Regions from separate parts of the Mus musculus genome. Here region 1 is linked to region 2. Evidence: chromatin contacts called from public targeted proximity ligation data. All regions are on one chromosome and are shown on one strand. The core of a region is the stretch at or near the end of the contact, and the rest is flanking DNA. Distances in the headings are between cores, read along the strand shown. Region 1 overlaps Macrod1 (mono-ADP ribosylhydrolase 1). Region 2 overlaps Nrxn2 (neurexin II).

Region 1 (3,808 bases), core at 59-2,558, 600 kb after region 2:
ATTTAAATCTTTCTATTTATTTCAAGAAAGGACAAGGCAGGTGGACTTGGACATTTTATATGAAACAGACAAACAGAAAATAGGACCAATTAATTAGTCACATTCATCTCAACATTGAAGTTTCAAGGCACCTACATTGAAGGAGGCCAAAGGGCGGTTTGGAGTGCACTTTGGTTTGTGTTGTTGTCGTGGTGGTGGTGGGGTGTTTGTGTCGCCATTTTCTGAAAAACCCTTGTCTAGTGGTAGAGTCGGAGTGAAGCAGGTGGGCCATGAGGCTGGGTGTAGCCAGGCCTTCCAGGGAGCAGGACCTCCATCTGCCTGCCAGTTCCCAGCTGCAGCTGCTGCCTGAAGGGGGTACTCAGACCCCTCCCCCCAGACCGTTCCGCCCTTCAGAGAAAAAGAGAGGGGTGAGCATCCAACAGGCTTCAGGGGTCCTAGTCTGGCTGAAGCAGAGCTTGGAACATGGGCAGTTCAGGGTCTGCCTCATTGCCTTGGTCTGGGTAGGCAGCCCACCTTTAGCATCCCCAGAGGTTGGCCATGGCCACCTCAGAACTGGGGACCAGGCTATCCTTCCCAATACCTGTTCTCCCTTACTTGGCAATACCAACAGGCATCCTTTGTATCCCGGGAGGAGAGCTCTGCCAAAGCCCCCACTCTGCAGTGCTTACGTCAGGTCAGGAGAGGGGTCCTCTGAAGCAGCCCTGTACCTTTGCCTTCCTTGCTCACACCTGCTGGTGGCACCAGCTAGCACAAGCACAGGTCTGCAGAGCCTGATTGGTTGACTCCCAGCCTCCAGATCTCCCCCTTTTTCTCTCAGATGAGCCTCCTCTACTGGGCCCGTGTTTTCCTCCTGACAACCCTCAGTCTCACTGGAGGGGCTGGAGGAACCAGGTCCTCACTTTTACACTATACCCTAGATACCCAAGTGGCTTATTGGTTAAAGCCATTCTCAGACGGTCATGCTGGACTGGGGGGAAATGCCTAAGGCTACTTTGGGGTTTTGTGGGTAGGGCTTCCCCACTTTGTGCCCAGAACCTTCAGAGATGGGACTGGTCACAAGACGGGTAAGGGGCGGGGGACCTGCTACCTCGCCTTCCATCTAAGGCAGGTTGAGAGCTGTTTGGAACCATGGGCCCCTGGGGGAATGAGCAGCGGCAGCCCCGGGCCTGCTGCGGCTTTGATTGTCGGTTCATGTCGTGCTTGTTTTTCTGTCTTGAAGAGAAAGTCTGATTAGTTCCTCCAGGCGGGTGGCTGGGGTGCGGGGACTCTGCAGGGGTGGCAGGCATGACAGGCTGTTGCCTTGGATCTTGTTTCTTATACCCCGCCCTCCTGGGTCTCTCTAGTTTTCTGCCAACCCCCCTCACCTACTTGATGCAAATCTTGGAGAAGGGAAACTGAGTCACCCATTCAGGCTGTGGTGCTGCCAGATCTCACTGAATCTTCATTTCCCATCTGCTAGAGATACACCAATCCCGAAGCAAAGCAGGGCCAGAGGCTTCTGGGAGGAGTTTCCCAGGCGAGACCCTCTCCTGGCCAGACCACCAGCCAGGTGCAGGACAGAAGGACCCTCACTGCCAGCCCTCAGGCCTTTCCCATGAATAGACAGATGGCAGGTGGGAAGAGAAGGTGGTAAGGGGTTCCAGGTCCCCTGCTGGTCCTCGGTTCCCAGGTGTGTGGGTAGGGAAACCAAACTACTGCTAAGTTGACTTGATGGTGACTCTGTTTTGGGAGTGGGGCTGTGTGAAGCCGGGGCTGATCCACCCGCCTGCTAGGCACAGTGCCCACCACATACCCACAATTCCCTCCTGGCACAAGCTGGACCTCTCAGCAGCAAGGAATTCTGACAGTGGTTTCAGAGAGCCCAGAGTGGCTTCCAGGAGCAGGAGCAGCCCCAGGCTAGAAAGCTGTCTGCACACGGGTCAAGAGAGACATGGAGAGAGTTGGTGCCCTTTCCTCGTGTGGCACACTCTGCAAGCCCCTCATGATAGGAGTAGCCCCAGGGACAATGAAATTCCCAGAATCAGGGGGGAAATACATTAAAATCTAAAAGAGGTAGAGACAGGAGGATCAGAAATTTATGGTATTCTTAGCTACATAAAGGGTTCGAAGCCAACCTGGGTTATGTGAGACCCTGTCTCAAAAAAAAAAAAAAAAAAAATTAAAGGAGGTAGCATGGGGCATCAGAAGTCCAGTGCCAGACTCAAAACATCAGGGGTGGGAGTGGGGTGGAGAAAAAGGGAAAAAAAGAAAGGCGGGAGGAGAGAAAGGGAGCCATTTTGCCAGTTGTTTTAAAAGAAGCCAATGTGGATATTTCACATAAATGATTGGGACACTTCAAAAGAATCGGTAAATGCCTAAAAACTGGTGAGCATTCCAAGAGAGCCCCAGGCACCATCAGCTGGCTGTGATGGACGGACTGGCTGGCAGGCAGTGTTGAGACTATAGTTACTCCTGGGTGTGAGGCAGCTGGGCTGGAGGGAACAGGTCCAGGGACATCCTGGGGCGTGCAGTGCTGAGCCCAGCATGTGTCTTGTCAGTGTCCCTCAGTACCTGCTGAGCACAGACTGGGGAAGGATGTCTTTGTACATCCTGTCCTGGAGGTTGTGATAAAGCAAGCGTGGGAACCGGAATCTTCTAGACAAAGACCCAGGCCTTAGCTCAGGCTGTAGAGCTGTGGGTCACATCCTCAGATAACGCTTGGGTGCTTCATGGGACGCACAGGCCACCGTCTGCTTCCTTTGTTGGGCCCAGCTTCTCTCTCCTGACCTTCAGGGTTTTCTTTACAGCTGGCCTCACTCTTTCTCTGACCCCAGAGAGCAGCAGGTCCCCAGCATAAGGATACAGGACGTCTCATGGCTCTGGAGTCTTACTCTCCAAGCAATGGCGCAGGCTGCTTCCTTTGATCCAGATGTGGCTTGCCATCTCTCAAGACAGACTGACCCTAGGTAACAGGATCAGAGACTGCCCAGGGACTGTATGACCTGTCCTGGCAACAGTGACCCTTTCTGTTCCCATGGCCCTGGCCCCAGCTATTCAATTTATTCAGTCCTTAGAGATGCCAGCTCCTCAGGGCGCTAGGCAGGAACAGCTGCTACCCCCTCCCATCCAGACCCGGAAAATGCCTGCTGTGTGGGCTGCCACTTGGGGTAGGTTCATAACCCACAAAAAAAATCCCCCTTTCCCTTCACCTCCAAGGAGTTTAATCTCTTCTAATCAATTTAGCAGACTCGCTTGGATGTAAACGGTAATGATTTGCATTTTTGAGCCTTTTTATCCTCCTTACCAAAAAAAAAAAAAAAAAAAAAGCTTCCTTGCTCTGCTCTCTGGAAAGCCTGTGAATTGCTTGCTAGTGCTCACCCTGGCACCTATCCAGCCTCAGCATCAGCTGCTGTCACCTGCGCCACTGTCTGTGTGAGAGAGAACGTGGTTCATGAGAGGCCTGCAGCCCAGACCCTGGCCTTGACATGTCATCTGGTCCGTGGGGGACTCAGGCCACCATGCCCACTCGAGCCTGTCCCTGCTGCCTCTGCATAGCTTCCCGGCTGCTGCACCCAGTTTCCCTTGTTGTATTTTTCATAAGCAAGAGGCTCGGAAGCTTTGGCCCCCTCCCTGGTGTGCTCAGTGGAAAGCAGATGTCTTAAGAGGGCTGGCCTGTGGGGGGTTGGGTGAGAAGGGTCCTCAGTCTGGCTCTGACTTTTGTTTCCTACTCTCTTGCCAGGGGCAGTGAGGGAGGAAGCTCAGGTTGGCAGGCTATTCCAGACACACTGCTCATCCCTTCTGTGGACTCAGAGTCCACACTGCCTCTTCC
Region 2 (3,414 bases), core at 525-3,024:
ACCAATTAACCAACCAACCAACCAACCAACCAACCAACCAACCAACCAACCAAAAACAACAAAACAGAGAGCGCCAGGCAGAAAGGCTCTGATGCCCCTTTGCAGACAGAGGAACCAGAGGACTGGAGAGCAGCCTCCACGGCAGCTCAGCCTCTGAGCAAGCCGAGAGCCCAAGCAGGGGAGCAGGCCTCTGCCTCTAGGAACGCTTGTGTCCCCTGGGCTCTTGACCCTGTTGCAGTGTGGCCTGTTCCTCTCCCCCAGGAAGTGCTGTGATATCTCCACTCAGGGCACAGTCTGAGCCACAGGGGGTCGTCCCTCATGTAGATTTCCTTTTCCATTCAGAAGCTATTGGTGTCCAGAGATGCCCGTCTCTGAGGTGGACATTCCTCTCACCAGGCCCTTCCTCCTTAGTGTCCTCGGGCCCTCCTCAGAGTTCTCCTTGCTCCTCGGTTCTCACTGGTTTTGCTCTTGTGAGCCTTCCTCACGTGTTAAGTCACAGGGATGCACATGACATCTCAGAGCCCTTTAGCTCCTGGGGCCACGAGAGCTCACTGCCTTCCCACCAGGGGCTGGACAGTGACTGTCTATAGGCTGGGAGCCTGAGTAAAGATGGCACCAGGGCAGGTGCTCTGTGCGATGCCTCTTGAGAGATGGGGCTGTGTTATTGAGTTTCCTTGAGTGGATCTGGAAGCTCTGCCTCCACTCCACCTCCACCCCTGGAGAAACAGTAACCGGAAGAGTTAACAGTAACCTGGAAGTGCCTTGGACCAAACCAGGAACCATAACCATTCATTTCTCTCTGTAGATTGCTTCTCCTTCCCTTCCCCTCGCCTTGTCCTCCCCCTTTCCCTTACCCTCCCCTCCTCTCCCCTTGCCCATCCCCTCCCCTTCCCCTCCTCCCTTCTTCTCCCCTCCCTTTCCCTCCTCTCCCTGTCCCCTTCCCTCCCCCTCCCTGTCCCCTTCCCTCCCTCTCCCCCTCCCCTTCTCCTTTCCCCTCCCCCTCCCCTCTCAGGCTCACGTCATCAGCCCCATCTCTATGTCCAGCATCAGCATGGCCACCCATTCTGTGCTCCCCTCCCCCTTCCTCTTCCATTCCCTCCCTCCCCCTTCCCTCTCAGGCTCACACCATCAGCCCCATGTCTATGTCCAGCGTCAGCATGGCCACCCATTTTCCACTCTCGAGGCATCGGCTGCTGGCCGGGGGCGGGGGGGGGTGTTACTGATTATCACACTCTGAACAGCATTTTGGGGATATGTGGTGGAAGGGCTGCTTTCTCCAGCCAGCTCTGTCCCTGCTTTGCTCGGGGAGCCCCCTACCCCCCTAGATACCCATCTTGAAGGAGGCCCTTGGGAGACATCACTGCAGGGTAGGCTGGAATTGTCACCTCTTCTCTGGACAGATGGACACCAACACTCCTTGAATCTCCTCTCCTTGGGACAGGAAAGTCGAGCTCCTCACTTGGCTCTGTTCCCTTACAGGACACTGACCTCACTTCCAGCCCCTTTTTTTCTTTTTTGGACCCTTCATTGGTGAAGACTCTGCTGGCTTGGAGAGAGCCCCTGGGACCTGACTCCAGGGCCTGGCACCCTTCCCCTCATCCTCACAGCCTCCTTCCCCTCATCGTTCCTGGTTCTTCCTCTTTATTTATTTTTTTTTCTCTGCCTTTCTCAGCCTCTTCTCTCCGTGACCCCATGCTTCCTCTTGTGTCTGTCCTTTGACCTCCCACTGCTCCCTGGGTGCCCAGGCTGTGGCTCGGGGTCCCTGCTGCTCCTCCCACTCTGCTGTGGTTGACAACGCGTGTGGAGCTCAGCTGTACTGCCCCAGGGCCCATGACCCTCAGAGCCACAGTGGGTGTTTGTTTACCGCCACTGCAGGAACCTTCCGAGGCCCAAGGGATGCCAGGTGCATCCAGGGCCACGGTGCACCCGGGCAGAGCTTGTTCATGGAGAACCCACATGGGCGTCACTCTTAGCCAGGGTTAAGGATTGTCTACTCTCTGAAAGACCAGGGTCAGAGCAGGGCACACCTGTAACCTGCTAGCCTCACAGCAGTGAGGAAGAGATGCCCAGGCTCAGCGAGAGCTGTCTGAAGTCACTCAGTGTGTATAGGACTGAGGCAAGGACCCAGCACCCACAACCACACCTCCAGCCCCACCCTCCAGCCCCAGGCAGTCCCATCACTCCAAGCCTGGCCAGGGCTTTGGACTTATTAAGTGGTATAGAACAAATGACCCAAGACTGTCTCCTTGAAGGCTAGCTGACTCCCACCAACCAAAGGGTTGATCAGAGGCTCCTGCTGGCCTGAGATGTAGGCTCTGTGTAGACATGGATTTTCTAACTTTGTGAAACCCTTCCAGCTTTGAAACTGGGGACAGCCCAGGCCAGGATTGAGAGCCTTTGCTTATCAGTGACTTGCATTGTGCCTAGAAGTCACATTTTGCAGATCTTGGTGTCCCTATGGAAGGCCTTGGCTCCTTAGAAAAATTGACAAAATACTCGTTCTGCAGGGTGGCGGAGTTCTCGGTGCCCCCAGGGCAGGGACAGATAGAAGGAAGGTTCCTGTTCAGGTGGCGCTGGCCTCTGGGGCTTTGGGAGGTTTATGGCCTTAGGAAGGGGGCCCTGGGGCAGACCCCTGTTTTGGGCTTAGAGCTTGAGGAGTGACATGTCACACCTGAGCTCTAAGCAGGGTGTCGTCCCAGAGCAGGGGATGCAGGGGCCCTGGCCTTCCTTACCCATCTCCCTCCTAGTGATTGGGTAGATGTGGGGTCGGTCAAGCCCTCATCCCCTGTATCCCCTGTACGGCTGGGATTGCCAAGGTGCCCGTCTCCCTTAGACATGAGAGGCCTGGGCCCCTCCAAAAGGGGACACAAGCCCTCTTCCCACCACCTGACTGCCCTGCCTCTTGGCGCTAGGAAGGGTTGGAGCCCTCTTGAGGGCATGAAGGACATGGGTCCAACTGAGGACGGGGAGAGGGCACCTGGGCACGCGTGGTCCCCAGAAAGTGGCCCTAGGGGGAATTCCCGCCTGCAGATACCCCTCCCTGTGAAGGATGTAAAAAAAAAAATTACACACAAAACCTTGTTTTTGCCTTTTTTTCTCCCTCCCCCTCTGCCCACCCCATGGCCCCCCCAGACTGCCTGCGCGTCGGCTGCGCACCCAGTAAGTGGCTTGCCTCTTCTTTTGCAGCGACCCAAGAGGTCTGGGAGGCTGGACATTGGGGTTTAGGGAGAAAGGGATGGAGGGAGGGGGAAAGACAGTTTCATTATTGGCTTGCAAGGGGTTGTGGGGAGGGGAACAGGTATGGGGGTGGGATGGGGAATTGTGGAGGGCAGGATGGACAAAACAAAGCAGAACCAGGAAGAAGTAGTTGGTAAGGATGGTTATGGATTCTGGGAAAGGGAGAGCCAGGGCACC

The links.
Region 1: a contact with region 2 is called in a targeted proximity ligation map of large pre-B cells, with 3 times the contacts expected there.

The regions. Positions count from the first base shown.
Region 1 is chr19:7,087,468-7,091,275 of GRCm38.p6, forward strand. The region is part of intron 3 of Macrod1 (mono-ADP ribosylhydrolase 1); the gene reads left to right. It also overlaps 5730409K12Rik and a transcript of Flrt1 not described here. Among named protein-coding and RNA genes, the nearest start is that of Flrt1, 16 kb to the right of the region's middle.
Region 2 is chr19:6,485,652-6,489,065 of GRCm38.p6, forward strand. Nrxn2 (neurexin II) reads left to right here. Exons shown (of 23, transcript NM_001205234.2): 12 at 3,133-3,159. Among named protein-coding and RNA genes, the nearest start is that of Gm52381, 9.9 kb to the right of the region's middle.